Linked DNA regions of Zea mays: all the other regions are linked to region 4. A link is a contact called in public Hi-C data. All regions are on one chromosome and are shown on one strand. The core of a region is the stretch at or near the end of the contact, and the rest is flanking DNA. Distances in the headings are between cores, read along the strand shown.

Evidence for each region. Hi-C and Micro-C count contacts between places; a contact is called where the count stands out from the background.
Region 1: a Hi-C map of ear shows a contact between it and region 4, with 1.5 times the contacts expected there. The contact joins the promoter of LOC100216840 here to the promoter of LOC103636210 in region 4. A contact is called at or near these places in 2 of 25 Hi-C or Micro-C datasets (ear and tassel).
Region 2: a Hi-C map of tassel shows a contact between it and region 4, with 1.7 times the contacts expected there. The contact joins the promoter of LOC103636214 here to the promoter of LOC103636210 in region 4. A contact is called at or near these places in 3 of 25 Hi-C or Micro-C datasets (leaf and tassel).
Region 3: a Hi-C map of leaf shows a contact between it and region 4, with 2.7 times the contacts expected there. The contact joins the enhancer-like site here to the promoter of LOC103636210 in region 4. A contact is called at or near these places in 6 of 25 Hi-C or Micro-C datasets (ear, endosperm, leaf and 1 more).

What each region holds. Positions count from the first base shown.
Region 1 is chr8:157,102,670-157,109,302 of Zm-B73-REFERENCE-NAM-5.0, forward strand. It overlaps LOC100216840, which reads left to right and starts at 2,820. Exons shown (of 3, transcript NM_001143233.1): 1 at 2,820-3,140; 2 at 3,311-3,441; 3 at 3,553-4,580. The coding sequence starts at 2,885. The coding sequence ends at 4,191.
Region 2 is chr8:157,400,916-157,407,570 of Zm-B73-REFERENCE-NAM-5.0, forward strand. It overlaps LOC103636214 (chaperone protein dnaJ 10), which reads left to right and starts at 1,336. Exons shown (of 9, transcript XM_008658567.3): 1 at 1,336-1,609; 2 at 1,719-1,778; 3 at 2,379-2,461; 4 at 2,583-2,745; 5 at 2,942-3,071; 6 at 3,377-3,535; 7 at 3,617-3,786; 8 at 3,921-4,001; 9 at 6,644-6,655. The coding sequence starts at 1,523.
Region 3 is chr8:157,491,373-157,497,944 of Zm-B73-REFERENCE-NAM-5.0, forward strand. No RefSeq gene overlaps it. Among protein-coding and RNA genes, the nearest start is that of LOC100283728, 37 kb to the left of the region's middle. Within about 2 kb of position 4,734, at least 18 of the 20 cell types and tissues checked have an H3K27ac peak or open chromatin away from gene starts, as enhancers often do. A contact at or near this core is called in ear, endosperm, leaf and 1 more, where this site is marked.
Region 4 is chr8:157,256,317-157,263,212 of Zm-B73-REFERENCE-NAM-5.0, forward strand. It overlaps LOC103636210 (phosphatidylinositol/phosphatidylcholine transfer protein SFH6), which reads right to left and starts at 5,184. Exons shown (of 14, transcript XM_008658563.3): 1 at 4,850-5,184; 2 at 4,096-4,390; 3 at 3,841-3,937; 4 at 3,473-3,739; 5 at 3,308-3,385; 6 at 3,029-3,130; 7 at 2,880-2,929; 8 at 2,705-2,804; 9 at 2,532-2,624; 10 at 2,333-2,404; 11 at 2,013-2,139; 12 at 1,422-1,780; 13 at 1,016-1,090; 14 at 567-892. The coding sequence starts at 4,883. The coding sequence ends at 872.

The DNA of each region.
Region 1 (6,633 bases), core at 1,570-4,069, 160 kb before region 4:
CAGTATCCAGATCCCAGTAGCCAGGATTAATTGCAGGCTTAAGCTACCCAGTGAAACAGCTAGCTTGTGTGTGTTTAACCTTCATCATGGCAAATATGCCCATACGATAGTCCAGTTTTTTTTCTCTTAGGGCTAGTTTCGGAACTCGAATCCCCTTCGGGATTTCCCGTGTTTGATTAGAAAAATAAACTAATTTCCACCCAATCTTTAGGAATTCCGGAGGGAATTTGAGTTTCCAGACTATGGTGCATATTTTGAAATAACTGGATAAGGAAGTAAGCTTTTGTTATGCATTTTATAGAGTTTCTGTAGTCTCTCCGAGTTTACTGAACCTTATATGCTCAGGTAATCTTGCGCCTCAAAGTACAATTCAAAGCATTTCAATATCGATTGTGGCAGTTGAATGATCTTCTTGTTGACCTATTGTTTTATAAGGAAAGGATGTCTCCATGCTTGTATGCTTCATATGATGGTAGCTGCACCTTCGCTGTTTTTGCACAAATGTTCTGTCCTTTGTATTTAAGAGCTAACGGGTCCTGTAAGAATGCATAACTCGTCTTCTCATGAATAAATGACAATTATGACGAAACCTGCACAACTGCATATAATAACTCAAGTCTATGATGAATGGCCTTTCCTGTTCTTCTCTCTTCTTTCTGTTCAATGCACTGAAGAGCTGTATCGCGTTGTTTTAAAAGAAATTAAAGGCTCTCTTGTTGCAGAGATATGAATTCGTCGACGTGAGACATCCAACTGTATTTTCTGCTAATTAAACATTCTCATGGTAGACAGGCACTTGGTAAATGTACCTTAAACACCGTTGTCAAAGCATATAACTTAGGTTGATTGCAATATATTATTGTTGTTATTATAGTTAAATAGCATTGTTAAATGCGTAATGCTCTATATTGTCATTCGAATTTGGTGATTTAGGGCTTGTTTACTTGGGACTCCGGTGCCGTGCATCATAGGTAATAGGTAGGGGGTGGATAACGAGCCAGCTCGGCTTGGCTTGTCCAAGTTCAAGCTGACTCGTTAAGCTAATGAGCTAGCTCGGCTCGGCTCATTAAGGTAACGAGCCACAGAGTCAACTTTACTCGGCTCGTTTAGCTCACGAGCCAGAGCAGAAAAAAATATGTACATAATAATTAATTTTTAGTTAATTTCAAACTAATTTAACGATAGAAAATAGTAATTATACTTATAGTTTCACAAACCACGTCAATGTAACACCAAATTAGCATAATTCATCACTCATTAATTCACAATTCACATACATGTTCATCAGTTTAACCTATAATTATATTTGCATAGATCAAATTAACACATAGACATAGTTCATTAATCATTACTTTAATTCATAAGTCATAGACACCTCACATATATATAACATGTTAATTCATAGGCCATAGACACCTCACATATATATATAACATGTTCATCAATTATTCTGTAAATGATATGCATATAGTTTTTTTTTGCTGGAATATGAGAGCTCGTTTAGCTCGCGAGCTGGCTCGTTAACGAACCGAGCTAGGATGTCAGCTCAGCTCGTGAAAAAATTCAAACGAGCCGATCCGAGTTGAGCCGAGCTGACCATAAACCGAGCGAGCTAGCGAACCACGAGCATTTCGTCCAGCCCTAATCGTAGGTGACCAAACCAATTACTAGACTGGTCAAATATTTATTATCAGAATAGTTCCCTTATAAATGGTGTTTCAATAACTTTAATTACTAGATGTGGGTATCATGATCTGTCTCATTTCTTCCCTTGGTAAGGAGTAAAGACAGCATAATGATAATAGTGTGCACCATTTACATATATATAGATTAAAAACTGATTTTTCTTTCCCTTTCTTTCAATTAGTATTCTTAGGCATAGTCCTCCGACCAAATATACATTCGCGCTCAAATTGCCTGGACATGTAAAAGTCATCAATTCAGCGTCGTAACTCTCATGCAACGGTTTTTGCCATGCAAATAAATAGGCCACGCCTTCAATCAAAAAGGCCTTTACCCACTCAAAGTGATCTCACTAGATTTATTCTGTCATGTTTATACCAGTTCGCCAAATTTTACACGAAAAGTTTTGAGCTTTTCTTCTGTATATATATATAATAGGCTCCCCATTGCCGCTGCATTCACCATTCGAAAATCTGGCCACTGGATTGCGCTGTCACCCTGTACTTGGAGGATCTGCAGATCTGTTCTCCATTCCATTGGCTCCATCCTCCGCACTTGTTTCTTCACCGCAGGACCACTGCCCGCCGGCGGCGGGCGGTGCTCCTGGTCTGACATTTCCAGGTTGGACCGAAGCCCACGCACGAGCTGCAGCTTCATCCGCAGGATCCATCCATGCCCGCATAGTACATAGAACGTGTGCAATAATTCACCCAGTAGTGGTTGCCTGCTAGCTGTTGGTGCTCCTGAACATTTCTAGCGCAGTGGCGCTGGGCCGGAGCGCCGCGTGCCTGCGTCGTCAGTTCGGCCGGTCGGTCGTAGCGTCAGCAGCAGCAGCAGTCGTCGTCTCAACCACCGCTGTGTTTCCCTATCAACCCTAATAAATAGCCACCATTGCGGATGGGAGAATCGAACCGGGCGGTGGCGGGGACGCGGGGCAGGGCAGCGCACAGCATGAACGACTGGGCTGGGCGGTCCGCCATGGTCACTTCCCAGTCTCGAGTGACACGGCATCATGATGCGTGCCCTACTCAGCGGGGATGCATGCGCGTGCGTGGTTAACAAACTCCATTGGTCGTCTCGTCACCTATATAAAGCTCGCACGAGGCACGGCCGGTTTCACTACACCAGGGCACGACGTGCGTTGCGTCGTGAGTGTTTGTGTTTCAGAGCTGAGAGTCTGAGACTGAGAGAGATAGAGGTGATGATGGCTCTGCAGGCGCAGGGGACGCGGGTGCCGCTGGTCCTGGCGCTCTTCCTCCTCCTGGCCGGTTGCGGCAGCGAGGCGCAGCCGCTGGTGCCGGCGCTGTTTACGTTCGGTGACTCGTCGGTGGACGTCGGGAACAACGACTACCTCCACACCATCATCAAGGCCAACTTCCCGCCATACGGCAGGGACTTCGCCAACCACGTCGCCACCGGGAGGTTCTGCAATGGCAAGCTGGCGACCGACATCACCGGTACGTACGTAGCTAGGACTAAGTCGGGGATGCATGCCATTGCCATTCCTTTCTGTCTCTCTCTGGAGTCTGGACAACATCGATCTGATGAATGCAACTCCCGACCACGTACGACGACTTTTTCGTCGATCGTCTGCGTACGTGGTGCATGCATTGTGCCATGGCTGCAGCCGACACGCTGGGGTTCACTACCTACCCTGCCGCGTACCTCAGCCCACAGGCGTCGGGGCAGAACCTCCTCATCGGCGCCAACTTCGCGTCCGCGGGGTCTGGGTACTACGACCACACGGCACTTATGTATGTAAGTATCATCAGATCAGTTCGTCACCACCTCATCGATCGATCGATCAGTGTGACCTAACGGCTAGCAATTCTTACACACCAATGCAAACAAACAAACACACACACACAGCACGCGATCCCGCTGTCCCAGCAGCTGGAGTACTTCAGGGAGTACCAGACGAAGCTGGCGGCGGTGGCCGGCGCCGGGCAGGCGCGCTCCATCCTCAGCGGCGCGCTGTACATCGTCAGTGCCGGCGCCAGCGACTTCGTGCAGAACTACTACATAAACCCGCTGCTGTTCAAGACGCAGACGGCCGACCAGTTCTCCGACCGCCTCGTGGCCATCTTCGGCCGCACCGTGCAGGAGCTCTACGGCATGGGGGCGCGCCGCGTCGGCGTCACGTCGCTGCCGCCGCTGGGCTGCCTGCCGGCGTCCATCACGCTGTTCGGGCACGGCGCCGCCGGGTGCGTGTCCAGGCTCAACAGCGACGCGCAGAGCTTCAACCGGAAGATGAACGGCACCGTGGACGCGCTGGCGCGGCGGTACCCGGACCTCAAGATCGCCGTCTTCGACATCTACACGCCGCTGTACGACCTGGCCACGGACCCCCAGTCGCAGGGCTTCGCGGAGGCCCGGCGGGGATGCTGCGGGACGGGCACGGTGGAGACCACCGTGCTCCTCTGCAACCCCAAGTCCGTCGGGACGTGCCCCAACGCCACGTCCTACGTCTTCTGGGACGCCGTCCACCCGTCCGAGGCGGCCAACCAGGTCATCGCTGACTCGCTCATCACCGAGGGCCTCATCCTCGTCACGTAATCATGCTTTTGTTTTGGCTTCAAATCGATCAGACTACACAAAAGTCGTCGTTCCTAAACGTATACTATGCCTGTAAATTTATTCCTCTTGTTTTTCTTATTTGCGTTGATTAATGTTTTCGGAAGTATAAGCAACAACATGAATGAATGAATGAATGAATGAATGGACTCCTATTGTTGTCAAGTTCAACGTCACATTATTTGTGTGTAGAAAGTAGACGCAACACACGTACAAGAGGCAGATTTTACTCAAGTCAAATGTAGAAAAAGTTCATCGACTGATGTTTTGGTATCATCCGAGAAAAGTAAGACAGGTTTGTCGTGGTCATCTCACCACACCGTATTATTGTCTCTCGATCCTCTTGTAGTCCTAATTAATACTCTCTCTCTAACAATTACCCCTTGCCATATATCTTATTTGTATTTTTAATATATTATACTACCTCTATATTTTCGAATATTTACCGTCTTTTAGTTTATTTTTAAACTAAAATGTAACAAATAAGAACTTATTCGTTTCACTATATATATATGGACTGCGTGTTATTAAGTCCATTTAAATATATACACTCCGGTCCACATAAAATTTCAATAACCGAACAAAATTTAAAAAAGAACGAAGGAGTACTATCTTTCTCTCAAAGATTCTTCTCCTATGTACATATTATCTCTAACAATTCACCTTATATCCTTCACGTACAACAACGACCACAAACGGCGTTCGTCCAATGACTGTTCTAGAAAAAGGAAACAAGAAAAGAAAGGTCATAATTCATCTTCTCTGAAACGATTGCTCTACTATTAGCGAACCTCGTCGTGCGCCTGAGGCGGCGGTGCAAAATCGATCCCTTTTTAGTTAAAGGAATTTAATTGGTTAGCATAAAATAATATCTAATAAATAGAAAATCGAATAGCGGATAATCCGTTATGAAAGAAACGGAATACATTCTTTGAAGAATCAAGATTCGTAATCAATCCTTGTCTTGTTTGTTGGATTAGGTCTAATTTTCTTGACCAAACAGCAAGCATGGAACTTTACAAGAAGAACTTAAAAGAAAAGGATAATTGAAGTAACTTTGAATCCACTTTTGTTGGGGTTCAAAAAACGAATAAAAATAAATAAAAAAAAGTAAATTTAAGGAATAGTTCCCTTTTTGAGGGGGCCCCTCGGGGGTCGTGGAATGCTTTTCTTCTCCTCTGTTCGTGTTCTCCAGAGGGAGAGCTCCGGCAACTAGGATCGAGCCAGCTCGGCTCGTTATGGCTCGTTACTGTAACGAGTCAGCTCGGCTCGGCTCGTTATACTAACGAGCTAAACAGTTGACTCGGTTCGGCTTGTTAGGAAGTTCGAGCCAACTCGTTAGGCTCGTGAGCCACACAACTAAATACAAAGATCTATATATATATATATATATATATATATATATATATATATATATATATATATATATATATATATAACCGAAAAATCATATTTTAAGTGTTTAACACTACAAACCCAAAACCTTTATAATATTACTATCATATCATCTTCCTAGCGCTTCTAACTTTTAATATTAAATTAAATAACCAAATATGTATTGACTTACAAATTTATAAACCCTTATTATAATAAGATAGCAACAAGCATCATTATAAAGCAACTCGTCATCCATTCCACAAACATGTAACATTTCATTGCACAACACTAACATCATATGCTGCTAGAAATAAAGTTCACAAAACCATAACCAATAATCTCTACTACTTATTAAGACTGAAAGGGTAGCCTGCCGTTCTGCCATTGTGCAATCTCAACCGTCCGTTCTACTCTTCTACGGTCGTAGCCGTCCGATCTTGCCCACCACCCCACACGACCTCTCCCACCCCGCCTTCCGCCGCCAGGCCCGCATCTCGCAACCGTCCTGCGCGAGCAAAGAGCCCCCGTTCCGCTCCCACGATCACCGTCGCTCTGCCCTCGTATCCCCTCCCACGACACCGAGACAATGACGACGCAGACCGCGGAGGAGCTCGCCACCCAGATCGAGCAGCAGAAGCTCGAGGAGCAGAAGACTGAGGTGAGATTTCGCACACACTCCTCCCGTTTCTGCAACCCTAGCTAGCTCTCGCTACTCCCTTCGCATCAACCGCCTCCCACTCCCCTCATCTGCGCGAGCTGCAACCGGCATCCGTCGAGCCGCCGACACCACGCCAGGCCTCCACGCCGAGCCTCCGCGCGAGGCGCGACCGCGCCTCCGAGCTCTGTCGCCCCGGACCGCCGGCGCCGGGCAGCCGTGAGCTTCGACCGGACCTGCCCGCAACCAGGCTGAAGCGCTGCGATTCAGACGGAGCAGGAGCAACAGCAGCTAGCATCTCGCGTCGATTCGCTGTTAGAGTTGACGGCCCTGGACAAAGACAC
Region 2 (6,655 bases), core at 86-2,585, 140 kb after region 4:
CAATCCTGGACCGGCGATACTTACTCCTGGCAGCTCGCTAGTCGTATATTGTCTCCACAGACCAACATGTATCTTTTGTGCGCACTTTGTTCTCACTCATGCGCACCCGAGAAAACTTTCCGGTCGGTCACCTACCCCAAATTGCTCTAAGCCAAACACGCTTAATTTGAATGTTCTTTCGAGATAGACTTCTAAAAAAAAGATGCACCTTGTTGATATGAGTACTCTATTAATTCTATTAAGCCTTGGGCCAAGATATCACCATCCCAGGGGCCAGGATATCACGCTATCAAAAACCAAAAGAAAGAAGCCAAGCTCGGGTAGAGAAGGCGAGGGAACCCTAACAGTAACATATCAATGTAGCTGAGCCTGCCACATTTTGGCCCTATCAAGAAAACGACCCAATAAATAGGCTAAACAATGTTTAAACTCGTTTAAACCCGTTCCATTTAGGCCGTTTTGACCGAGCATTGACCGTTAAAATGGATCAACCGTTTACAGGACCTTCTAGGTCCTAAACTGCATAGTGTTCCTCCGTTTACCATTTAGATCCGTTTAAACGGTCGTCTAAAACCATTTAGGATAACAGTATTACTGACACAAAGATTCCTAGAGTGTTGCATAAGATATAACACTATAAAAATAATATATGAAATAATGTTTGGAGGTATAGATTGATCCAATTTAACTAAATTTATATAAATTACCTTTGTATTTTTAAAAATTATAAATCTGATATAGTGTATATCTAGGAGCATAGAAAAAACTGTGTACCTAGAAAAGTTAAACGACTTACAATTTAAAATAGAATAAGTGGTATGAACATTTGTCTAAATTTATTATAAAAATATTTTGTACGGGTAAACAAATCATACCCTAAATACGATAACATTAGTATTTTTAATAATTTATTCTAAGTTAAAATTGATTTATTAGTAATTTTTAACAAACTCGGCCTTAGTTGAGATTGATTAACTTTGGGAAAAAATTATAATTGCTTCCCTAGATTGAGGTAAGCGGTCTCTTCTTCCTTTTTAGAAATATTAAAATGGCACATGAAAGGCTGCATCTTTCAACATTCTGTAATGTTCTTGCGAATGATTTTGTCAGTGAGTCTGTAAGGCCAGCGGTGTACCGCTGTGGCGCTGCGTATATGGGAAAGATTGAAAGAATGCTGTGATCCCCTAACGCCAAATCAAAGAGTAATCATGTACGGAGTCTGCAAAGGGGAGCGGGCTGGCGGCCAGCGAAGCATCCCTTTGCAGTTGCAAGCCAGCGGGGGCAGAAGCTTCTCAGTGACGTCGCCCGCTGCTGCAGTTTGGTCCCATGTTGACCGGTGGGCCCAGTCTCCGGTGCCTTTGGTCCCATGTTGACCTCACCATCGCCCTCCGGTCTCGCGGCCTGGTGGGCCTCGGCCTCTCCGACTCTGGGTTCATTCGCCTGCACTGCAACCCATCTCGGAACCCTCCCTCGCCTCCCTCGCGTTCAGTTTGATCCAGGACGAAGGGAACGGTGAGCCGCCATGGTGAAGGACAGCGCGTACTACGACGTCCTGGAGATCAGCACTGACGCCTCCATGGCCGAGATCAAGAAGGCCTATTACCTCAAGGTGCGTGCGTGGCTATCTCCCCTCCCCTGATCAGCGACCGTGGTTATTTCCACGCAGACTGTTCCGGTTTCGCGATTTTGAATCTGTTGGCCTTGTTTTGTTTCTGAAGGCCAAGCTGGTGCACCCGGACAAGAATCCGAGCAATCCTGATGCTGCGCGCAAGTTTCAGGTACATATACATATTCTGCTCTACTGATTCCTGCGGATTTTGCTAGTTGCATTCGGGTGCGGCAGAGATACGAGTGGAATGGCTGTAGAAATTCCTTCGTCCCACTGGGAGATATAGTACTAGGGTCAAAACTCAAAGCCCACAAAGATGTCACCGCGCAACTGTGTTTTGCTTCTGATTGCATTCTATTTGACCAGAGAATTCGCATAGGTGTTGCAATAGTGTGCAAAAGCTAGGCTCTGGTTGCTACCAAATTTCTTTGGACACTATGGTTTTAGAATACCATGGGCTCTAAAAAACAGTGCAGTTTTGGCTAAACTTGTATCCAAAACAATGTTTTACAAAGTTCGGCCAAACACCTTTTGGTTCAAAATACTACAGTATTCTCAAATATCATAATATTACATTGAAACTGTAAATAAACCTTGCTACCAAACAGGCCCTAAACTGTAAACACACCATTGTCATAAACTTAGTTGAGTATAGCACAGGAATAATTTTCTCTTATCTCTTATGGCAAAATTTGAATCAGTCGTACTGTAGATTGTTAGAATGTTAGCTACGAACACTGATTTGAATTGGTTGGTTACCTCGTACAAGGAACTAGGCGAAGCCTATCAGGTCCTAAGTGATCCACTGAAAAAGGAGTCTTACGATAAGTATGGAAAGGAAGGACTTCCACAGTAAGTCCTGAATTTATCTAAGTCTATGCCATCTTCAAACGCTAGTTTCTGAACATAGGATGCCACAGATCTCTGAGCTTTATTTTGATGTTGTATTTATGTTCTTGCAATGACATTCCAGAGATAATATGATTGATCCAACTGCTGTCTTTGGAATGCTTTTTGGGAGCGACTATTTTGAAGATTATGTTGGCCAACTTGCGCTAGCATCTGTTGCCTCTGTAGAGATTGAGGAAGAATCAAACACACCTGAGGCAAGGACAAGGATTCAAGAGAAGATAAAGGTAAGCTACTCCTATAATAAGTTTTATTTCTAACACCAATCTTCTCAGACTAAAAATTCTCATACCCCGGCAGGAGAGACCGCCCCATGGTTTTGCTTTAATAAGGGTCTAAATTACTTCATGGTCTAGAAAAATTTCCTCCAGCTTGGGAGTTGATGTTCTAAGTTTAGACCTTTATAATCTCATTGGTTTTCAGGACGTGCAAACCGAAAGAGAGCAAATACTTACTCAAAGTCTAAGGGATCGGCTGCAACCATATGTTGATGGGAAGCAAGATGAGTTTGGTGATTGGGCAAGTGCAGAAGCTCAGCGTTTGTCTCAAGCTGGTAAGGTCTAAGAACCTAACCTTTTATCTCCATATTCAGTCATCTACTCTCTAGAAGTATAAGCACTTCATTCTGCTTTTGCTGCTAGAGAGACACTTGTTAATGCTATTTTCGTGATGAGCTTAAACTGTTGAATTTCATTTCTCATACCTCTGTTGCGTTTAAAATGCTTATACCTTCAGATTCTGCAACTATCATAGTGTGGCATCCATAAGGTTCATTTGTGTCCTTTATTTAGTGTTGAACATTATAAATATTTTAATGATGATTTTTTATGTGATTTACTTATATAAATATTTTTTCAGCTTTTGGTGAGGCTATGCTTCACACGATTGGCTACATCTATGTTCGGCAAGCAGCACGAGAACTTGGAAAAAGCAAACTGTATATGGGTGTACCTTTTATTGCTGAGTGGGTAAGGGACAAGGGCCACCACGTAAAATCACAGGTTAATGCTGCCGCAGGTAAATCAGAGGACAATAACTACACCTATTTTTGAATAACGATGACCTGATTCTTCAGTGACTTATATCCTCCTACTATAGGTGCAATTTCTCTGATACAGCTACAAGAAGGGATAAAAAAGATTGAAGAGGGTGACAAGGAAGAGCAGCTTATTAAGAGTATCGAAGAGAAAAAAGATGCAATGCTGAATTCTTTATGGAAAATTAATGTGGTCGATATTGAGTCAACGCTTTCACGGGTCTGCCAAGCAGTAAGCACTTATTCAAATTGCTTCATTTAGTTTACCTTGCATGCATATTTATATCTCCTTTAATATGAATATTCAAGTAGAAAAATGTAAGTCTACCACTCCATGTTTAATTTTTGTATTCACATTTTCTCCAGGTTTTAAGAGAAAATGATATTCCCAGAGACGTACTCAAGTTGCGAGCAAGAGGACTGAAAAAGCTAGGGACGATATTTCAAGTAAGTTTTCTTTTAGCCTGAGACCTGAGTAACCCAGTTACTTTTTCAAGGCAGAGAAGAATCGATGAAAGCTTAAGGAGAAGACCCATTAATCTTTCATCACTTATGTTCGTATATATTTCCATCATGCTAGTACACATCATTTTGTTTGAGTAAATTGCATTATAAACACCAAATATTGGATCCGGTGTTAATGTTTGTCGGTACTAAAATCAAATACTCTAACACAATCCTTTCCAACTGAAGTTATGATGTGCACCCACTTTCAGGGCTCTTTGGAATGATGCATAATTTGTTGACACATGACCTATTTATCATACAAATTAATGTCAACATAAGTTAATTTGGACCACGTTCATTTTTTACCAATTAGGTATGGAATTGATTTTTTATTGACAATATTGCAGTGATATCATAAACCATTAGAACAAATTCAAACATAATTTTTGCCTTCTTTTTGCTGAATGTACCACTAGTGCAAAACACATTTAGAAACTCTTGGAAGTGTAGAAATGTGAACTCACTATATTGATAGGAGATGGGGTACATATATATAGGGACTCAATCCTAACCCTAATGGGCCGGCAACCCAACAGTGGTGCCGGCCCACACACACCCACACACACAGTCTAACATCCCCGTGCAGTCGCAACGGGGGCACCACACACGATGTGACTGGAGTAGAGGCCGAAGGTAGGAGCCGACGGGTTGAAATCCCCCCGCAGTCGCAGCGTCGTGATGGTGCGAATGTTGCGGCTGGAGTAGAGACCGTTGTGTGCTCCAAGAAGACGATAGCCCCTAGGTGCCGAGGTAGCCGAAGTCGAGGTGGTCGCGGTCGGAAGACGCGCAACAAAAGCCTGATCTTCGGGAGGGTCGACGTTCGGCAGGGCGACACAGCAAAAGGGCACCGGCAGGCCGACCTTCCTGCTTCTTCGATCGACGAGACGTCAAGGAGCCCCGCCAGGGAGGCCGACAGCAGCGCACGCGGCTGCGCTGGCCAAGGTGTCCGCGCTCGCGGCAGAAAAGAAGGGGAATGTCGGATCCGGCCGGGAAGGCCACGACAGGGACGGATCCGGACGGGGCGACGCGATCCAACCAAAGGGACGGCAGATCAAGCCGAGAAGGACGCAGCAACGTGGATCCGACCGGGAAGGCCGCGACAGCGACGGATCCAACGAAGGCGAGGAAGGGGAGGGCGACGGGGCGGTTCCAGCCAGGCAGGGGCCTACGTCGGACTTGACAGGGGATGGGTGACGCTGGTGACAAGAGAAGCGTGAGGAGGCACTGCTCGGTGACGGCGCAGTCAGAGGACGCGGCGGCGGCGCGGATCCGGGCGACGCTGTAGAGCCTCAGGAGGGAGGGGTGAGCAGCGCATGCGCCTGCTCGAACATGGACAGGGAGTCGACAGCGTATGAGGAGAGCGAGCCGCTGCCGGGGGCGCCTGCGGTGAGGGGCTGTCGCGCCGTGGCTGGGGAACAGCTCGGCCTGCCTCGGCGGTGAAGTGCAGCGGCGCTGGAGGGTGGATGAGGGCCGTAGGCAGGCCAAGAGAGCCTAGAGAGGCGGCTATGGACAGAGGCGCGGCCGGAGGGCGCATCCAGGTCGGCGACCAGAGCCACGACGACGAGCGCGTCCAGGTCTGCGTCCCTGCGTCCATGGTCACGGCGCACGGGTGGCCAGGAGCCAGCACGAAGGAGAGGGGGAGGGAGGGAGCAGCGAACGTTCGAAGGAGAAGGGCGAGGGAGATGAGCTCTGGTGGTCCGTCACCGGCATCACCTGGCCTCCGGCGATCCTTCTTGCCGCCGATCCGGAGTGGATCTCGTCTCTCTCACGCCTGGTCGAGCGAGCGAGCGGGGCCGCGATGGAGGCGGCCGGCGGCGCAGGGGCGCGGCCCAAGCGGCCCGCGACGGCTGAGTGAAGAGGGAGCCGGCGGCGCGGGGAAGGCAGCCGGTGACGCGGTGGAGACGGCTGAGGCGACTGGAGCTGGAGGCGCGGGGAGGGGCAGCGGACCGACGACGGCCGTCGCAGGGAGGTGATGGGGAGCGCCGGCGGCGCAGGGAGGGGAGGGCTCCGGCGGCTGGGCGGCGGCGCAGGGAAGGGAAGCGAGCTTCAAGGCTGTCGGGTTCGCGCCTGGGGAGCCGCCCCGGGAGGGAGGGATGAGCCTCCCGGGGCGGCGGCTGGACCTGGGCAGCTGGCGGGCGGCTGTGGGGTGAGAGGAAGACGCCGACGACTGTGGGAGGGAAACCCTAAACCTCTGATACCATGTAGAAATTTGAACTCACTATATTGATAGGAGATGGGGTACATATATATAGGGACTCAATCCTAACCCTAATGGGCCGGCAACCCAACAGTGGTGCCGGCCCACACACACCCACACACACAGTCTAACAGGAAGGTCTAACAGTTTCGTCTTGCTGGGACATCAGCCTTCTGTTGATTTTAATTATTGAAGTTAACTTGCATGTTTCTGTTTGTTGTCTCTCTCCCCCTTCACCTTGCTCATTATCCGAACTTCCGAGATGTGAAAATTAACTTGCATGCGAGTCTGCCTATATTACACTACATGCTTGCTTTCACTTATATCGTTTCAGTTTAACCAGGCAACAAAGTTGTACTGAGTAATTTATCCGTTGTGAAATCAGGGCGCAAAATCA
Region 3 (6,572 bases), core at 3,484-5,983, 230 kb after region 4:
TACGATGTTATAGCAAAATAAACGTAAACTTATGTACAACAAAGCGTAAAGATGAGGTTATATTGGATGGACTAGGTGGTGTGCTTGAACCACCTGATCGATCGATTGAGTGGATCAGGGCTTTCTCTAATTAGAGAGAGCCCAGGGCTCCTAATACTATATATATATATATATATATATATATATATATATATATATATATATATATATATATATATATATATATATATATATATACTGTATTTATATATTACACCTGGGTGCATTCAATATAGAGAATGCACCCAGGCCGAACCTATGTGCCAGGTCCGAGCCAACCGTCCCACCCAGGCCGGTTTCGTCCCTCCCGCACGCTCCGGACAGAACCTTTTCATTTTCCCGCCCCCGCCCCTCTTTCTCCGTGAACGGCTCCTCCGCGAACGGCTCAACCTTCTTCACATAAGTTGCAATCACATCAGACTTACAGTTGCAATTATGCCAGACAGCAGTTGCAATCATTGTTTTGTTTTAACAGATTTTTGGACATAGTTATATAGAAGTTACAATCACACCAGACCAGCAGTTGCAATTACACCAGACACAGTTGCAATCATTGTTTTGTTTAACAGATTTTTGGACATAGTTATATAGGAGTTGCAATCACACCAGACCAGCAGTTGCAATTACACCAGACAGCAGTTGCAATCATTGTTTGTTTAACAGATTTTTGGACATAGTTATATAGAAGTTGCAATCACACCAGATCAGAAGTTGCAATTACACCAGACAGCAGTTGCAATTATTGTTTGTTTAACATATTTTTGGACATAGTTATATAGAAGTTGCAATCACAACAGACCCACAGTTGTAATTACACCAGACCAGTAGTTGCAATCTTGTTTGTTTAACAGATTTTTGGACATAATTATATAGAAGTTGCAATCACACCAGACCATCAGTTGCAATTACACCAGACCAGCAGTTGCAATCATATTTTTTAACAAAATTTCTCAGAGTTATTCAGTACTTGCAATCACATAAGAGCAACTCAGCAGTTGCATCCACACTACACCAGCAGTTGCAATTACAACACACCATCGGTTGCAATCATTTTGTTTACATTTTTTAACAGATATTTGAGTAAAATTATACAACAGTTGCAATCACACATAATGCGGGCTTGCAATCCCACCTAATGCGGGGGACAGGGAGGCACGCAGACAGAGAGGCGCGCGGCGGCGCGGGGACAGGGAGGCGCGCGGCGGCGCGAGGACAGGGAGGCGCTCGACGGCGGTGGGATCTAGGTTTAGAGGATCGGAGGAAGAAGGAGGAGACGGCGGCGGCGCGGGGATAGGGATGCGCGCGGCGGCGGCGGGGGCGGGGAGGCGCGCGAAACAGGACTTACGCCTGGGTGCATTCAATATAGAAAATGCACCCAGGTGCATTTTAGCAGCGCCGTATATATATATATATATATATATATATATATATATATATATATATATATATATATATATATATATATATATATATATATATATATATATATATATATATATATATATATATATATATATATATATATATATATATATATATATATATATATATATATATATATATATATATATATATATATATATAGAGGTGGCCAAGCAAATCGGCGGTCTGTTTAATTAATTAGCCGCGCGCGCCACCTATATATATACTCATGTATGCACGTACGCATGGACATTGCATTAAAAACACCCATGTATGCACGCACGGATGTTGGTTGACCATTTTAGCGTGTTTGCATTTGGTTGGGAATTTTCATTCACTTGTATATATACATGCTGCGCGCTGAAGTGTGGAAGCGTTGTTCACCGATAATTGTCTACATATATATATATATATATGTTTGGCGTCTGTTCGGCACCAAGGGGGGAAAATGATATTCAGCATTATATTGCCAGGTAAACAAACCTTCATGCATGCAAACTAGCTAGTGAAAAACTCAAGGCATGTGTACGAAGAATTTGCTGAATCTGCTACTCCAATTCCCGCGCTTGTGCCGGCGGCCGTTTGGAACAAATATTAATGCATGTTCCCCAATTCTTGTGACGGAAATATATATATGGCCACAAGCAGCTGGTACTACGCAAACCTGCCGCAACAGTACGTGGTTAAAGACAGGCCAGCCTCTTTCACCCACTAAGCTTAGCGACTTTCGGTTGCATCATAGGGATCGGAGGAGAGGATTAAAAGTAAGGATAAAAATGGACGGTAAATTTTACACTATAAAATGTAAGGATCAAATCGAGTTAGGATCGGGTCCTATTTCTATTTATTTTTAAACTAAAAATAATTTAGGGTCCTAACAATTTGTGAAGAAACATTTGGATCATAATCCATTACCAACTCTAATTAAAAGGGCTTCTATTTAATTTTGATTAGGAAGAGATTTAATTCTGTTCAATCCCCTTCTAACCGAATAGGGAAAAGCGCAGGCTATAAGAAGAGCGACAGTTACATTTATAATAACAATGTTCGCCACAACACAACTTGTACGTGTTTATCTAGGCCTATCCCCTTCTAGTTGCTAGCTTCCTTTCGTACAAACCTGCTCGATCGTTCATTCATTTCTTCAAGGAAACTCCAGTTTTTTTTAGTACCGATCGAGCTCAGCTAGTAGCCGGACGACATCCATCAACCCTGTACTGGTGTTAAGGCTGGTATTTGTACGTTGACACTCTCTCTCGTTCGGACTACAGACACGTAGCCGACAGATCGAGGAATGAAGCTCAGAAACGAACACGTAGCATGCATGCCGTAGACGCAATTTACACCGGTCGTTGCGTTGCGCTGTAACTGCATGCATGCAACAGGGTACGTGTACGTATATCGTGCATGCATGAGGCACTGAGGCATGCATATATATCCTGCATCAGGATTCTTCTCTCCTGCATGAGGAGGCATTGAGGCTTGATCCGGCCTGCTGACATGCCTGGCCTCTTGAAAGACTGATGAAAGCGGCCGGGGAAGCAACGAACGAACGCAGCAGAGAGAGAGAGAGAGAGAGAGAAAGGAGGCCTGCTGTGCGAGCGAGGGGTGCGCGACTGCGCGGTGGCTCGTCCTCTTTCAAGGCAGACGAGGAGGAGGAGGGACGTACGGAGGTGAGGTGATCGGTCGGGCGAGCGAGCCAGAGGCCGTCGCCATCACAACCCACAGAAAGGTGGCGTGATCTCGATGTGCACTTGCCTTGCATGAGTAACCCCTGCATGATTGAGCCGTTTGCTGGCTAGCCCTGCACGCCACAACGGAAAAGCGCCTTCTCGAAGCCATGCATGCATGCAAAGTTCGCTAACCGAACCGTGCACTAATTAATTCCGTCCCACACACCACCACTCCACCTAATTCAGGCTGTCCTTCTCTCGATACGAATCGAACCCTTTTTTTTTCTTCAAACAAACAAAAAATTAAAAAGAAATGGCCACACATTTGCATGCGAGAAAGCTTTTCACGCTTGGAATCATTGCGGGATATTTTTTATCAGATCATTGCGGAATAATAAGTGAAGCAATGCAAGGTGCCGTATGTGATAGCTCGCATTGCCACATCCAAATATGAGTAATAATACCCCATCTGCCCTAAAATATTGGTTGTTTTAGCGCTCAATTTTTATATCTATATTCACATATATAAAACACATACATCAGGTATTACATAAATCCATTAATTATCTAAAACGGTTTTCAATTCGGAACAAAGTGAGTAATATTGTGGTATCACTAAGCCGAGACAATAAAAGGCAGCTAGCAGCTACCATGACCGGAACACGAGAAAAGGCGAGCATGCACCATGGCATGACTTCCTGCCTGCCGCACGATCTTCATCCACCTCGAGGTCGTTTACTGTTTTGCGGTGTAGACCGACATGATGCGTGAGCCACTATATTACTATTCTTCGTGATCGCCTCTCTTCTGTCGCCTTTGATGTTTTGCTCAAGGATTTCTCTTCTTGCAGGGTTAGTACCTGGGTCCCCTTCCTTTGGACGTACCTCAGATTTTTTTTTTGTGTTTCCTCGACTGACATGACTTTTTTTTTTGCGTGTGTGTCATCGTTTGGAGAAAGCCATCATACCTTTGGACAGTATCAAAACGCCTTCTAAGAAGCTCAATAGAAAAAAAAAATACTAAATATTACGTGGCACGTATTCATGAGCCCCATGCCCCAAAGGACATATATGGGCTCTGGATAAGCCCATCAAGTCAGTCAGGGCTTCTCCTGACCTATAGGGATTTCTGACTAACAATAGCGGAAATCTATAAGCCCTTGACCTCGAGACATTCTAGACTTTGAGGCGCTTCACACTTACTCCCTCCGGTTTGGTTTTAATTGACGTTTAGGACATGGTTTAGAATACCAAGGAGTGATATTATAGGTGTGATTTCCTGTTCTGTTCTTATTAAATACTCAACCGTAGCCACGCCAATTGGTTCTGCTCCGATGTCGTTCTGGTTGCTTGCATCGCCATAGCGTGTTTGCTTTTTGCTAAGCATATTTTATATAGTTTGACAATTTTTTCGGGCCGCACTATCAGTTTTTTTTTCTTCCGTTGGCACTGCCCCGCCATGCTCTCTACGAGAGAAAAATAAATGAGCAAACGAAACGTTGCTAGGAGGAAACGATGCGTTAGCTTATGCTTAATGAAGGGTAGCATGGTCACAAAATAGTCCAGATAACGGTTGGCTCTACTGCTTACAGGTGGTCAGGCCCAGGCTCAGGCCCAGCAGAATTTATGGAGGCCTGATCGTTCTATCCTATTAGGCCGGGTATGGCTTGGCCGACGGGGCTAAAAATATATTCCGGCCTTTTTAAAATTGTCGTGCAGAACGAACAGCTCACAGTCACAGGTTGCATGCAGCAAGAGCAGCTCAGATGTGCATACTAGTAGTCACTAGTCAGCCAGTGAGAGTCAGGTGACGGAAGCCACCGACCGCGGATCAAATATTCAATACAGGTCAGGTATAGGATGCTCTGCAGAAGCCGCCGTTTAACATTCCACAAGTATCCGTCACGTGTTTTGCCCAGTTAGGGCTTGTTCGGTTATTCCCAAAACACATGGATTGAATGGGATTGGAAAAAATTGAGAAGAAGTTTGACTTGTTTGGGATTCAAACTCATCCAATCCCACTCAATCCACATGGATTGAGAGCTAACCGAACAAGCCCTTACTGGTAGGTTTTCCAAGTCCGAGCACACATTGACAGCAGAGGGCCTAGCCGCTGTCTCTGCCTTCATTTTCTTTCTGAAAAGAATCGGGTTGAACGTTCGTCTTTTTTTCTCTCTGTTTTACGACCTGACCGGAGACCTCACACGTCAGTATAACAACTAATAAGGCGCCACACTGATAAGCCAGAGTCCAGGTCATCCACACGTGGTAAGCGAAGTCAACAGCATGCATGCTTCGTGCCGGCGAGTCGGCTTTGTTCGGCTGCTGTGGCGGGCGGCACGCACGGTGAAGTTGCGACCGGAAGTCTCTCGAGCGACACAGAGTAGCAGTGAAAATTTTGATCAGCAGGTATAAACCGCATCCGACCCAAAATTTCATGGGTGTAGATGTGGCCCGTAGGTGACCTATACCTGATTCAAAATATGGTTTATTCTTTATTTTATGCAAAAAAAAGTTATGATATAACATATATTATTTTTAATAAGTAACTTAACTAATGATTCATGAAATATTTTGTTGTCGCTCAACCCTCAACATAGGAATGCTTAAAATCTATATATAAAACTATATTCATGGTGTTTGATCGCTTATAGCTGAAATATTGATTAAAAGTGTACACTAGGTAAAAGCTCACGGCTGACCCGAAATCCGACGGGTTCGGGTGTGGGGTTGGAATTACACCCGTAAGTGTGATCGCGGGTGGGTTTAAGTAGACTTCACCGGTTGAATCGTGGACAGGTTTTTGCTCCACCCACCCGATCCAAACCCGACCTGTTGCCATCTCTAAATAGCATCTTCAATATAAGTTCTATATTTGAGTCTAAAAAATTAAAATGGAATATTTAGGGCCATAAAAACATTTGCAACTTGAGTCATATATCAAGTTATTAGAAAATAGATCATATAATTTAGAAAATAAAATGTTAAAAATATTATACAAAATGCGGATAGGGCTCCGACATATATGGTCTTATATTTAGGACGTTAGAGGTCGGGTCCTATAATTATTTGATGATTTTTTTTAAATAAAACTATTGTTGGAGCAGTTTTTTGTGTTTGAGTCTTATATTTTAAAATACAACTTCGTTTAGGATTTCTATTGAAGATGAGCATGATTAGTTCAGCTTTTTTCTGACGATCTTTTCTAATAATCTGGATTTCTAGAGAATCTGGCTGTGAGGAGAATATAAATATCGTACGGCTTACGTGCGGAGAAAGATCAATGAGTCCATAGGGTCTAGGATATAGGAAGTGATGGATTCCTCCCGTTGTAACGACTCGGTGGATACTGTTTTCACGTTAATTTAGGCAATTTTTACTAAAATGGTTTAAAAAACGAACCGAGAAGTAAAGCGTGTGTCAGTGTGTGTTTGGTTTG
Region 4 (6,896 bases), core at 3,934-6,433:
TTTAGATTTAGGGCGTGTTTGTTTCTAGGTACTAATTTTTAGTCCCTCTATTTTATCTAATTTTAGTCTTTAAATTGTTAAATACAGAAACTAAAACTCTATTTTAGTTTCTGTATTTAGTAATTTACGGACTAAAATAGAATAAAATGAAGAGACTAAAAATTAGTCCCTAGAAACCAAACACCTCCTTAATAGATCCAAACAGTCCCTGTTCAAAGAAGCGGGTCACCTGTCCCTTGTTCGGATGTAGGTCTTTAACACTCCAGCTAGTGGTTTATTAATATTCTTTGATGAATCATCAAATTCAATAAATCTTTTAGGACCAAATCAAAGTAGCAATTGGTTCATGTGACCTAGCCCCTTGAAGTGATAAGAGAAAGAAAAAGATATCTTTTTCCAATACACTCATACATGTAACGAACTTTTTTTTCGTCTGCTCACAGCCTCATCAAACACTTTCTTTTCTAAAATACAGTTCCACTCTATTTACATCCCCAAACAAAGACATATACTCCCTCCGTTCTTTTTATTTGTCGTGTTTTAGTTTAAAAATAAACTAGCAGATGACAAATATTCGAGAATAGAGATAGTATAATACAAGCAAACCAAATACTGGAGCCTTGCACCAAATACTGGGGAAAGATTACGCCTGCATCTGGTTGAAAATGCGTACAAGGTATCAAGCTTTTCTGTTTTTGTCGCTAAAACACGATCTCAAGACAAGCTACCATGCTCCTCAATCCTATGTATTTCTAAAAATTGCATTTCTTTACACTGCAACAAATATGAAAACATTTGCAAGTATACTGGGTCCACAATAGCTGCATGCGATCTCCAAAGAGACGAAAATAGGTGGCAGGTACTCCAGTACTTAGAAACAGAACTTCTGCCGCTGCAAATGATGAATGGACAAATAAGAAATTGCGTATTTGGTACCCTTGACTAGAAGAGGGAAGCATTAAGATGATATGTTCTTGAAAGGAAAAGGCAAACTATACGAACGGCTGTAACTTACACAAAATTTGGCTGTCTGTTGTTGGTCAATATATGCAAGCAGCTCATCCTGCCGAATCAATGTCTCATACAAGGCCTGCTCACAAGAGAAACAAATGTTAGTACAAAAAAGTAGCATTTTCTATTAATTGTTTCATGACCTCCATGTATTAATCTAGGATTTCACTTCTGGTACAACAAAAAAACAAGAAACTTAGTAAACAGCCCAATTCTTGGATGTAACTAACATGGCTGAGAAAAATATTATTACCTCACAATAAAGCCACAGCATATATTTCAAATTTAAGATATCTAACTAGGGTCAACCTGGTAAATCAGCTTACAGCTACTTTTTTTTCTTTAAGAAAGCAAGAACACCATCTTTGGATGGTAGATGCCTCGCTCCAATATCTAAAAAACAAGAGTACCTTCTTCATAGAAATTAGTTCAGCTTCCAACACATCCACGCGGTAAACAGCAGTATGTAACAATTCCTCCTTTTCAAATGGCACTTGGGGTGGCTTTGCTTCAAGTGCTTGTACCTTCTCCTCCAGCTCACCAAGCCGTGTCAATACGGATGTAAGGGTGCCATTTCCCATATATCCTTGATGGAAGTCAGCACTATAGTGGTCACATGTGATGGCCTGGTTTGAGAGCCTTTTGGTCACTATGCTCAGCACAGAACAGAGGAATGCTGACAAGGTCAGGATTACGAATGTTGACCATGCAACAATTCGAGTTTTAAGTCCTCCCAATGTTGCCGGTATATTTCTCAAAGAGAAAGAACCTGGTGAAGCATGCATAAAGAATCAGTCAACGTAACCCAAGCTAACTTAGTTGTTTATCCTAATAATAATCTTAAAAACAAGTCGAAATTGGCCAATATGCACCACTACTTGAGATTTAGACTGTTGAGTACGTGCAGTATTGTATCTAGTTAGTCTAAATGCAGTTGGTCACAAATCACAAGAACTTCTCAATAGGACTCTAGTCTATGAATGACATGATTACATAAAGACCTGAGCTGGAAGGTGTCGAGCTGTTTCTTGGATTGGAGCATGCATCCATGACCTTGCCAGCAGCAGGGATGCTATCCCCTATAATGGGAGGAGCATCAGATGAGGAAGCATGTCCTTGAAATTTTAACTGTAAACAGTAAAACATCTATCAATCATCATATTGATCAATTAAAAAGATTATAAAGAGTTCAACCATTAAGAAGCAGTACCCCCAAAAAGGCCTTTATATATGCAACTGAATCATTTGAAGTCATAAAACCTGTAGTATAGCAAACTTATAATTGACTGTGCAGATGCTCAAAGAGTAAAAGGATACTTGCCTCATCCACATGGGTCAAATTAGGGCTTATGATGGGATCCACTAAAGCCGTTGAAGAAGAAACATCTTCCACCTGAGAAATAGATTTAGCAGAGGCATCATTGCCTTTTTCCTGCTCCTAAGGGGGAAAGGTTTATAAGGTAGATAATGGAAATCTCAAAAAAGATGCTCCCTGTAACATCCATGTAAAGCAGGCTTACAGTTGTGTGTTCAGTACAACCAACTTCCTTCTGATTTATGCTTGATACAGCAAGAACTTGTCGACCATAGTTTGCCTCACCATTGATAACCCTCTGGGAATTGAAGCCTTTTATGTTAGTATTATAAAACAGGACCACTGGTCAGAATGATGAAGAGAGCACTAGGAAAATACCTTGAAAATTTCAGGGTCCTTCCAAGGGCCTTTGTCTGATTTTGGACAACCTCCATATTCTTCACACCTGCACTTGCCACCAAGAAATTCTGGGAGTTCACTGAAAACATGGAATAGAAAAACATTAGGATGGAATCAAAACAGAAAACTAGTTAACAGGATTTGAGATCCTAACCTGCCATCGATTATTTCAAGTAATTTAGTTTGGTACTTGTTTCCAAGGACCTTGATGTAAAAAAGATTGGTGAGAATCAGTATATATAAACCAAAAACTACACATGAATAGTAAGATAAGACCATAGCAGTAAACAATAGCAACCATACATGAATTTTTGAAGCGGTTTCTGGATCAAGAAATGATTTTATTGTACCCCATAATATCTTGAATCCTTGGCCAGCATTTATGATGTACAGTTGATATAAGGTCTGCAAAATCATTGAGAATCCATTAGAAAATTACTTCGCTGTATAGGCCCAGACAAAAATGGTGAACTCATGAGCAGCAATATTTGAAGAAGAACCATGAACATAAGGTAGAAGATATAACCAAGGAAATGAGGGACAATGAAAAAAAAACTAGTACTGAACTTGGGAAGAATATACCTCTGGATAGTTGTCATTGTTGATCTTCTGCAACCGCATAATTAGCTCTCTTGCATCTTTTGTGAAGTTCTTTAGGCTCTAGACTTACAAAAACAAGTTAATTGCTACTCTAACCACCATAAAATAAAAGTTTGAGGGAAATGTTGTACATAAAAAATCACATACCACGCCTTTCACATCCAATATCGTAGTAGACGAGTCTATGTGCCTTTTCGCAGCAATAGAACAAGCTGGAAACCTCATCTGGAGACATCTCTCGAACTCCTTGACATGATATTTTAAATAGCGGTCAATAGTTGTGATCTGCACTAGTTTGTTGGTATCAACTTTCCCAATTAGTTCTATGTAAACGGGTCTTCCATCTTTGTCCACACCATGGTAAAACTGCGGATAGTACTTCACAACTTCATCTAATTCAGTGTAGTCAAATTCCTAAAGGACCAGATTAGACTTTTAAAATTAAACGAAAAGAAATGATCACACTACATATATCATGGGGTATATGTTTTGGTATATTACAAAATTAGCTTTACCTCTATATTGTCAGCACCAAATTCCTTCCTCCATCTAAGCATCTCTGACCACATATGTTTTGCTTTGTCAATATTAAATTTTCTTGCTTTCAGGAACCTACATGTAAAAGGCATAGAAAGAAAAGTTAAACCAAATAAGGGGGCGAAATTCTATTCATGAGTTTTTTCCATGTAAAAATATTGTGCAGGAAATAAAAACTTGACAGAAGAGAAGAACCAAGAAACTTAAGATGAGCAAATCAGATGCAGCAATACCTCAACATCGTGTGATAATCATCGTGATGTTCTGGCAACAGACCATCATCAAGTAAACACTGGCGAAACCTTTCAACAATCTCCAGCTCTTGAACATCTCTTATGTCTTCTATTGAGGCTATATGGTTATCATTCTTTGTTTTACTCTTTCTCCTTAAGGAATGCCTAAATCTATACCCTGTAGTAACTGCTCTCTTCTTGAAGGAATCCTTTTTGGGCTTTCTTTCTCCTTCTGAGTTCTCTTCATCAGAATTGCACTCTCGCTTTTCGTCACTGTGTGCACGACCCTCATGACCTGCACACAAAACTACTTAGCATTCCGTGTCTCAGCCAAATCCAAATCGGAAATCAGTATAGCAGTCATAACAATGAGTAGGCAAATTGAAAATTGCCATGCTTCACAAAGAATAAAATATGGTGCTACAACTTGTAAGTCATTTTATGCCCCTTCCCGCGGGCATCAATTCAGCAGAAATACTCTCATCTTTTTGAATCGAAGTACCCAGTTTTGAAGGAGATGTTTGTTATTTTGAGTCCGTCAATCAATTATCAGGTTCTCAGCAGTCAACTGTCAATATTAACCTAACAGAAGGAAATTTTTACATCCACTAAAAGCGGAGTTACAACTGAACCGATGAACCAGAGTAGCGAGATGCCCCACTCTCCAACCCCAACATCATGTAGTTGAAGGCACAAAGGCAAAAAGGAAATCATCAACAACATGTAGTTGAAGCAAACACATTTTAGCACTCACTCGGTGTCGCGAGCCGGTCGATGGTTGCCGACATTCCCTTCTCCGAAGTCCCAAAGCGGGTGTAATTCCTCTGTTGGGATTCCAATTTCAGAGCCCTCGCTACGACCCTAACCCCTAACGAATGGGGCTCTCGATCGAGGAGTAAAGAAACGATGGATTGCTCCTAATCAAGTTTTTTTCCCTAAGCGGAGAATTTTGAAGCCTTTTTTAGCAAAGAATTTTGATGCCTTTTTTGGAGGAAGGGGAAAAGAAGCTTCTGCTTTCCCTTCATCGGTGGAGAGAGGACAGAGGCGGAGGTACACGGTTCCCGGCAAGATCAGGTCCATGGGCCTCCGAAGTGCGAGGTAGCATTACCGGCTCAAATATGCCACGTGTAGAGTTGTAGCGGGAGATTGTAGGTATAACGCATCAGGATCCAAATATGTCTTCACAATTCTTTTGAGTTCTAAATTAATTTTAGTTTAAAAATAAACAAAAATAGAATCTGATCCTAATCTAATTCTTGAATTTTATAGTGTAAAATTTAGAGCTTATTGTAACCCCTATATATGAGATATTATTATTTTTCACTAGTAAGGATATTGTTTTGAAAATGTCAAGTATTACCTAGAAAGAATGCATTTAGATATTTAGGATCAATGTTATAGAGATATGTGAATATTGATAAAGATATTAATCATATAAGTAAAGCAAGGTGTATAAAATGACGTCAAATATTTGACGTTCTATATAACAAGATGGCACCAAAAAAACTAAAAGAAACATTTATAGAGCGGATTTTTATGTTCAAGTTGTGTTATTTTTAATTCTTTTATAAATTATGTAATTTTATCTGATTAGTTATGTAATCAGATATCAACGAGTAGAGACGCAAGGCGGATCAAGAGAGGTGCCCTCGTCCGCATCAACGCCGAGCTTACCCGTTTCAGCGGTAGGAGCTACAGGGTTCTTCTCTCGCTAAAAGCTACAGGGCTCTTCGCTCGCTTTTGCAACAGGCTCAAAATTTATAGCGTTGATGCCCCGGGGACTAGATTTGTGGGGGTTCTCTTTGTCATCATTTCGAGCATGTGTTGTCCACATGGTCGGATCATTGAACAAAATTTTTCGGTGGTCGGTTTTGTAACTTGTTCTCAGCTTCGGCTACCTTTGGAGATTCCACCTTTTTGCGCGGGGACATTAAGGTGTTTTTGCTTATTCAAGCCACAAATTGATAGTTCAACGATGAGAGAGATGTTAAAACATGTCAAAAAAACAGGGGAGAACCATCTAAAAGTGTTAGAATGAGAGAAATGTTGAGATACTTGATAGTTAAAAAAAAACAGATTTGGCAGCCTAAATAGTTCAAATATCAGCATGTCACTGAGTGCAACAAATCCTTACACAAGTTTCTAGCTCAAAAGGCGTAAGTCTGAGAAATTAGTAGATACAGTTTGCTAACCCAAAATAACATATAATAGTTACAACTGAATCGACACACTACGCTCCAAATTTGATGGGAGTTTCAGTTGAGAGGGATTAACTTCCTCTTGATAAACCAAGACGCTCGTCATCTCCATTGTTGCCCTTAGAGCTTGGTCTCCAAAAAAAAGCGCATCTAAAAAACATATGAAAAGTGGTCTGAAAGCGTTACAGAGTGAGAAATGTTAAAACGTGCCCCAAAGAAGTGGAGCGGGTGAGAAATATTGCAGGTTATCAAATAGACAAACTAACTCAAGATACTTGATAGTTAAAAGTATTCAGATTGGGCAGGCTAAATAGTTCAAGTATCACCATATCATAAACCAGGAATAGCTCCGACTGGATCTGGATCAGCTAAGTGTAAAAGAAGGATTGTTAACACAAACTGGTTTACAGACAGATTTGAAAGATAAAAGAGAACAAAAAGACAACCAACACAATCGAAAAAGCACACAGAGAACTAACATCATGGGTTTCCTTTCCTCAGCATACCTAGCTCCGGGACATACTCATATTTTATTCTGATAATTCAATTGTGTTAGCCGACTGCCCATGACATTGTTTCTTTGAAAATACTGAAACAATATGT